3 separate regions of the Hordeum vulgare genome follow, and all the other regions are linked to region 1. A link is a contact called in public Hi-C data. All regions are on one chromosome and are shown on one strand. Each heading gives the region's core, a stretch centred on a gene start, on an enhancer-like site or on the middle of the called end of the contact. The rest is flanking DNA. Distances are from core to core; before and after follow the strand shown.

What was found. A called contact is a pair of places that touch in the nucleus more often than the background predicts.
Region 2: a contact with region 1 is called in a Hi-C map of leaf, with 2.7 times the contacts expected there. The contact joins the promoter of LOC123448844 here to the promoter of LOC123448843 in region 1. A contact is called at or near these places in 4 of 6 Hi-C or Micro-C datasets (leaf and seedling) and 1 of 1 datasets of contacts at active chromatin or transcription factors (embryo).
Region 3: a Hi-C map of seedling shows a contact between it and region 1, with 3 times the contacts expected there. The contact joins the enhancer-like site here to the promoter of LOC123448843 in region 1. A contact is called at or near these places in 4 of 6 Hi-C or Micro-C datasets (leaf and seedling) and 1 of 1 datasets of contacts at active chromatin or transcription factors (embryo).

What each region holds. Positions count from the first base shown.
Region 1 is chr4H:433,521,190-433,523,869 of MorexV3_pseudomolecules_assembly, forward strand. LOC123448843 reads left to right here and starts at 1,304. Exons shown (of 2, transcript XM_045125866.1): 1 at 1,304-1,683; 2 at 2,157-2,680. The coding sequence starts at 1,618.
Region 2 is chr4H:433,747,008-433,749,687 of MorexV3_pseudomolecules_assembly, forward strand. It overlaps LOC123448844 (protein SHORT ROOT IN SALT MEDIUM 1-like), which reads right to left and starts at 1,378. Exons shown (of 22, transcript XM_045125867.1): 1 at 1,188-1,378; 2 at 851-1,027; 3 at 602-736. The coding sequence starts at 925.
Region 3 is chr4H:433,356,380-433,359,059 of MorexV3_pseudomolecules_assembly, forward strand. No RefSeq gene overlaps it. Among protein-coding and RNA genes, the nearest start is that of LOC123450587, 130 kb to the left of the region's middle. Within about 2 kb of position 1,307, at least 3 of the 3 cell types and tissues checked have open chromatin away from gene starts, as enhancers often do. A contact at or near this core is called in leaf and seedling, where this site is marked.

The DNA of each region.
Region 1 (2,680 bases), core at 54-2,553:
GGTGGTGGAGGTAGCCGCGGCTGTGCGCGAGCTCGACGAGGTCGGGGATGTGCTCGCTTGTGTGTTGCGAGACGGAGTGGGGGGCAGCTCGGAAGGTGGGTTGCGGATGCGAGATTTACTCGCCACGGATGGGGGCAACACTCAAGTTTCGAGGGAGATTTACTAGGAAAGGATTAAGCCATGCTATTTAATGGGATCGAATGAAAATATAAGCGGTTGGATTAAATGAGAACCAACGGCACATGACGAGTCTGACGAAATAATCCCAGCAGACTACTGACACAAAGCGTTTCCCATACTTAAATATTTGTCATCCCCGGCATGTGGCTTGGTTGAGGTCTCAGGTCTTAGATGTTAGGTTTGGCTGCGAGGTATGTTTGGTATTAGGCCCACACTATCAACATATCTTCATCAACTGTATAGAAGTAGCGACATATGTTGTCTAGAAGGTGGCTTCTGTCTTACTGATGTATTACTTTGTAAAGTCTTTGTGAATAATTAATAAAATGGATGCATACATTGCTCAGAGGCGGAGGTCTTCCTCCTTTTATGAAAAAATTAAGAAAAAACTAGTCATTAAAAGAAACCAGTACAAGTTTCGAAACGACAAATAGTATGATACAGAGAAAGTATAATCTGCATGTTTTGTTGCGGAAATAACTAATAGGATTACAAGTAGTAAATGTACTCTCATCATAATAAACTTGTCTGAAATTAAACTTCATAAAATTTGATTGACTTTACAAAAAATATATCAACAATGATAATATAAAATCAATATTAAGATGAATCATGAATTAAATTTTCATACTGTATAACGTTATTATGGTAGATATTGACATTTTTTTAAATATAAATCTGAGTACTACAATAAGAAAACTCTGGGTTAAACATATCTAATTAATTAGCAACGCAGCATGTCGACAAGAGCAGAACAGCACATAATGGTGCACAACATAAACTTTGTTGAACTGAAAGAGTCTGCGGCTTTCAAATGGAATGATACTACAGCCTAAAATAAGTGAGAGAATAAACGAATCATCCAAAGGGAAAAAAGAAAAGAGGAGATAATAAAGAAGAAAAAATGGTTGGGTACAGAGCAAGGAGAGGAGGAGGAGTAGTGGGGCAGCAATACTTTTAAAAAGCTCACCACACCACACCCTACGGGAGACCTTTAAAAAATAAAAGAATTACTGGACCTGTGAGTGAGTGAGATGTGTTGGATGGGCATCTTGGCCAGCTAGGATGGTTGAGGGATCCAAGCTTTCTCCTACCCTCCCCCTCCTATCTCAAACTCAAAACGAAAGCAGTGCAGTCAAAGCTGGCATTTCTCCTCCCACCCTCATTTGCCATCATATTCCCCTTGCCCATCCCCAATTTCTCCCCCTTCCCAACCAATTCAAACCGAGATAACATTATAAAATACTCCACACACACACAGGGTGTTAGATTTGGGAGAGGGGTCCGTATATATAGCCTCCTCTCTCTCATCTTGCATTCTCGCCTAGCCATTCCTCTCCTCTCCGTCTCTTCTCTTCCGGTGTCCAGCATCCCCTGTCCCAGGGGGTCGATCCGAGCTTTGGTTGGGTGGGCTCGCCGGTTCATGCGCGTGAGGCAATGGCGGTATGTTCGCCTCCTTCTGCTCCGGAGAAGAAGAGGAAGTGGCTCCTCAGCAACAGGAAGGTTCGGTGCTTTCCCTTGCCTGCTCACAGCTGCGATCTGAGATATCACCACTCCGCATTCTTTTCTTTGGTTTGGTGTTCTTCAGCCGCCCAGTTCTTGCCACGCCAATGGCTCGTCTGTGCAAGAACTGTTTGCTTTCTCTGTACGGCACAAGTGCCAAGAACATTTGGTCCTTTGACTCGACAGGTTGTTTGGTCCAAAATCCACATCACAGGACAACTTGTTTGAGCTTAAGAACTGTATGCTTCTTTCGAGCATGGCGTCCCTGTTGTTCTTGTTTTTTCCCCAAGATCGAGCCACTTGATCTGGGCGCACTGTCCGCTCTGCGCTGCTCCTCGGTTTTCTTTCTTGTTTTGTCCCCCCAAAAATTTATTCATTTTTGCTGTCTCGAATCGGTCCATCTTTCTCTGTTTGTGCAAGAATCCAACTTCGGCTGGCAAAAATCTCATGCTCATTTCGGTATATATGCGCAGGTGATCGACAGGTACCTTCGGGAGGCGCGGGCGATTCTCGCGACGGCGCCGGAATCCGGGGGCGGTGACGCCGTGGCGGCGCTCGGCCTCATCGACGCGGCGCTGGAGCTGTCGCCGAGGATGGAGGCCGCGCTGGAGCTGCGGGCGCGAGCGCTCCTCGCCCTGCGTCGTTACCGCGAGGTCGCGGAGATGCTCCGTGACTACATCCCCAGCTGCGGCAAGTCCTGCTCCGGCGAGGATGCCTCCTCCTCGTCGTCCTTGTCCTCTTCCAGCTCCGGTGACCTTGGCACGATCTCCCGTGCCAAGCTCCTCTCTCCCGACCGTCACCGCTCGGACGCGGCCGAGACCGACACAGGGGCCGCTCGCTCCTTCCGCTGCTTCGATGTCTCCGAGCTCAAACGCCGCGTCCTGGCCGGCCTCTCCAAGAACCCCAACACGGACACGCAGTGGAGGTACCTTGTCCTGGGGGAAGCTTGCTTTCACCTGGGCCTCATTGAGGATGCCATGGTTCTTCTCCAGACCGG
Region 2 (2,680 bases), core at 128-2,627, 230 kb after region 1:
TACAATCAATCTTTATATTGCTCAGATCATCCCATAGAGCTGTTTTAAATTTCTGGATTGTACAGCAAATTCTCTACTAACTCTAATAGAAAGCAAATGTTTAGACCTTGTTTCCATTTCCAAAGCAGGCATGGTAGACTTTGAAATACATAATTTGTTTTTATTATGCATGGATTATTTCTGTGCATAAAAGATAAAGCAAAGAGTAGAGAAGGAATATAAATGGATCTTTTCGGGTTCAGAAACAAGCTGATTCTTCAAATACTCCCATTTGTTTTAGTTATAGACCAATAATGCCGGGCACTAGCTTTAACATTGGTCAACCTAGGATTTGCTAATCACAGATGTGCATGTGGACCCATTAATTCCCTATAAAGCATGTACTGGATCATATTCAGATACAATTGGATTGATATCTAATAACCTTGCTTATTTGCCTTCACTCAAGGAGATGCCTTTGGCATACACGAGTACAACAGAAACTGACAAACGACAACGCACACAATTCAATTACATGTGTAACATCAATGAGCAGTAAGCAACATTAGGAAACAAAATTAATTGCATCCGGAATTCAAATTGAAAAGGAGCACAAATTAACCTTCTGTGCGCCATAAACCGCAGCGTAAGGCCCTCCATACTGCCCGACAGCACCCTGTGCCGCATTGCCGCCAAACTGACGGCCATCAGTGCCACCAGCTGCAGCAGTAGATGCCGCATACCCACCGCTACCAGGCTGCCAAAACCCAACCAAAATGGCGCAAGTGTTTGCACGCATATATCAGAACCTTGCAACATTAGATAGGGTTTGCCGATCAAAGCATCAGATGAGTTTTCCAGAGCGGCTTACAATTTTGCCGTACGGTTGCTGCGCACCATACTGCGGCGGCTGGCCGTAGGGATTGGGCCCTTTCTTCGGAAACATTGCAGATGTGACCGCCTCAGATCCTGTGGATCACAAGACCCGACCGAAACACCGCGCGGAAGCAAGCCAACACAGACGGCCGGCGCAGCTGCACACAAGCTTCTGCAGGGAAAAATATATCCTATCAATTACATATGCGGCGGAAAATTCATCAGTAATCAATCCAGGACAACCACGCACGCGGGCATGACCGGGACGGACCAGGCGATTTAGTTGCTGACAAATACAGAAAAGGTGAAACCCATGGACTTCTAGGGCTTACCTGTGGAGCGTGGACGAGGAGGCTATGCGTTGGGATGCTGAGATAGTCTTCGAAAGAGATTGGGCTCAGCAGAAGACAACGTCGGCAGCGGCGCCGTGGTGAACGGCGGGATCGGCGGCGGTGGAGGACGAAGAGAAGGGGTTGGGAAACTGGGGTTCAGGCTAGTTGTACATCGGTCTGAACGAAGGATGTGCAAGCGCAGCGTAACTGCCAAAGATATCCTAGCAGGAATTCTGTTGGGCCGCGTTGAGTGCCCGATGATAGTTTGGGCTGGACATGGAACGAGACTTGGCCCATCCGAGTATAACAACGGCCTTGCAGCCTACTGATTCATATGGACAGCCTAAAAATATTAGTACTTATCAATATGGGTCTCCCTTGGAAGTGATCGCAGAAAATTCTTGCAGAACTCATTTGTGAAGAACAATCAGCTTTTTTCCATGTCGTTTGATTACTATACTGACAACATTATATATGTCGAATGTCTCATCGTGGATCACGTCGTCAAGCCACCCGGTCGCTCTCTCTAGTTGAGAAGGTTGGCAATGTTGATAGAGGCTCAAATAGAAATGCTAATGGTTTTTATCTATGGATATGGAGGAGGTATTGTCCCTTAGGATGGCCTTTTTTGAATAAAACCATTAGGATGGCTTCTTTGACATCCCATCAAGTTCAACCAGGTTCCTAATGAAATAGTTTAGTAGCAACGATTGGTATGCACACGAGGAAGCTTAGATGATTCTAGCGTTCATCAAGGCGGATAACAAGAATATAGACAATCATATTATCATCTGGAACAGTTCCACACCGGTTGATACAAGTAAGACTCCCATCCAGCCAAGTCGCTTCTTCTACAAAGTTTGTCAAGACGCCTTCAAAGCAGAGCGATGTTGTAGTTATCAAGAGATGTTAGACATGGCGTAAATTAAATTCCCCCCTTCAATGTTGTGGGTTGCTTTACGGCTGAACTTGATGATTTATGAGATGCCTTTGAATTTGTACAATATATAGGCATTTTATTGCCTTGCTTATGTTGTATTGTTGAGGATTCCAATATAAATTTTTGTGTTGTTTCCACTAACCTTATTGCAGCCAAGAATAAAGACCCAATTTCAGGTACTCCAGTTTTATCTATTAAAATAGGAGATCATAATTGTTATGGGCTATGTGATTTGGGATTCAGTGCTAGTGCTATTCCTTTTTTCACTTTATCAAGAGATTATGAATGAGATTCTACCATGTGAAATTGAAGAAGTTGATGTTACTATTCATCTCGCAAACAAAGAAACTATCTCTCCTATTGGAATTGTATGAGATGTTGAAGTTCTATGTGGAAAGGTAAAGTATCCTATCGACTTTCTAGTACTTGGTTCAGTACAAGATAGTTTTTGCCCTATTATCTTTGGTAGGCCTTTTCTCAAAACTTGTGGAGCTATTATAGATTGGAGGAAAGGAAAAGTATCTGTTGAATTTAATGGTGAGCCATATGAATT
Region 3 (2,680 bases), core at 57-2,556, 160 kb before region 1:
ATGAAGCTCCATGACAACGCCTTTAAGAAAGGGAACGATGCCATGACGCCGCGGTTGCCGGCACCGACCCAAAGTCAGGGCTGGGCTTTCGCCCGGAGCTTCATCACGCCTCCGAATCTGAAGAGATCCGAAGCACTGCACAACACACTATCCCCTGGTCTTCGTCCACCCGCTCCACCTCATGATGTGGCGTCAATGGCCTGCCCGCGATCAAGCCCCTCCGACATAGCCCGGCGCCACGCCACCTTCGCCCCGCACGGCGCGCACGAACCTCTGGCCAGCACCAGTTCCACCGGGGCGAGCAAATCCACCCCACGCAAAAGGGGATCGAGGTCCAGCGCGCACCCACCGAGACGCAGTACCCATGCCACATCCCAACCATGGCGCCCCTAGCCCTGAGCCCCCAGCAACAGCACCACCGCGCGCCGGCGGTGACTGGCCTCCGCCGCCCGCAACGCGCGAGCAAACCCCGCACCGACCCGAACAGATCGCCCCCGAAACGCGTCAGATCCACGGGGACAAGCCGCGCCAGATCCACATCGTGCGATGCCCGGGAGAACCTTCACCGAGCAGACGCACCTCCACACGACCGAGCCGGCCAGGAGCGGCACGGGGCGTGAGAAAAATATCGCGACTCTCTAGTGGTGGACGTGGTGGAAGTAAAGAGTACAATTGTTTGGGAGCCATGTAAAATCATTAAACGAATTTTTTTCATAATAATTTACTCAACTTGTACAATAAAATCATGCAAAGTGTAGAAGACTCGTTTCTGTTATCTGCACAAGCCAATACTTTGGTCATATTTTGTAATCAAATATTGGCAAATTTCCCATCAAAGGATAAAAAAAATCAGTACAAAAGGTTTATCTTATTAATTAGAAATATGGGGTTAATTAGAGAAAAAGCAGGCGAAAACCATGGGGGTCGAATGGAGTCGTCACATGTTTTTACGTGTTTATACTGATTTTAACATAAAAAAATCAATCCCACACAACGCCAGTTTTTGTCAAAACTGAGGTTGCAACGAGCTAGCTGGCTCTATTCTCGACCTTAATTAGCTAGCCGTGTAGGTGCTTAACAGCTCGGATTAATGAATGGCTGGAAATGATACGGCTTGTTTAGTGGTTGCTTCAGCGGTTGAGCCTCAAGTCATGATGGCTCGATTCCACCGTCTGAACAAACAACAACAATGATTCGCCCGCGATTAATTTGCCACTCCTATCAGCGGCGGTATATGTATAATCGTGATGGCGATGGTGGTACTGCTCCCTACTACAATGATCACTACCTGTATGTCAAGAACCAATCACGATTACAAGGTTTATACATTGTGGTGATGGTGATGGTGATGGCGATGGCGGTACTACTTCCTAGTGCTAGTAGTACATGATTACGACCTGTATTTCGTAAACTAATCATGGTTACAAACACGGATCTGAGGTTTCCTCTCAGTCAGCCGCCTTGCAACACGTCGCCAGTTTCAATCATGCGGTTGACAAAAAGGAAAAGCTAATTGATGCATGTATACGCGGCTACCACTCTCCATGGACAAGTAAAGGAACATGTGCCACAATATATATGAAGCAAAAATGAGTGCTGGTGGTAGTGGTTATGTAGTTGTATAGGTTTCGTGCATGCTTTATTCGACAAAATACTCCATATAGCTTTTTGAGGGAATAGCTTGTAAACTAAGAGCGCGACAATAATTATAGAACGAAGGGAGAAGTATTTTTAAGGAAAATGGCAAAAATTGAAGGGGCAAATACGTGCCAAAACGTCTGCAGTCATCAATCCGTGTCGTGATCCAGAAACTTGTTGTCACTTATATTGAATGAAAAATAGATGAAAAGTAGTTATGTTGTGAATACGAGGCAATATATTTGAACAAATACTTTGTGTATCCATTCTTATGTGTGCCTTTTCTGTACGTTATTTTCTTCTTTCCGTCGTGTTTTATGTTATTTTTTATTCATATCCATTATTCATGTTCATTTTCGTCTTCCTTCCTCGATGTGATGATGGATGTGGATGTAGGCCCGTCGACAAAGGAGGCCGAGGTGGGCGACCGCACAGGCCCCCCAAATAACTGGATACGTATAATGTAAACACATTTTGCCTAACCAGCCATAATCTAACAGCCAGCCGGCCGACTAAACGTACCCAACAGCCTGCTAAGCAAATCGTCACGAGGCCTGCTTAAGTGCTTATCCATGATACATGTATGGATCGATCGCTAAGACTTGTGGGTTCCGCCAATTGATCAGAGGCGGTTTGCTGCCTTCCGCCATTGCCTAGGACGCCGTCCGGCTGCTTTCAGCGTTTTTCCGACAGTCACCCAAAGCAGAGTCTGATGCCTTCCGCCATCGGCGATTGCCCACGACCTGGCTGGCCTTAAGTATCACCGTTTTCTATGTAATTTTATCCCTTTTCTTCATCAATAGTACCTGATTAAGTTTGATCTCTCTGACCTAGGTTAGGAGGAGCCGAGTAGGACGAGATTATTTGTTCTTGGGTTAGATATCGGTTACAAATTTATTTGTCCAAAGTGCTAGGATAGGAGTAGCTAGGACGAAATTAAGTTTGTTCTTGATCAGTTGTATACATATTTTTATATTTTAGATACATTAGTTCTTCTCTAATCAGAACTTGTTGAAATTTGGGCCCAATTTTGATTTTCGTC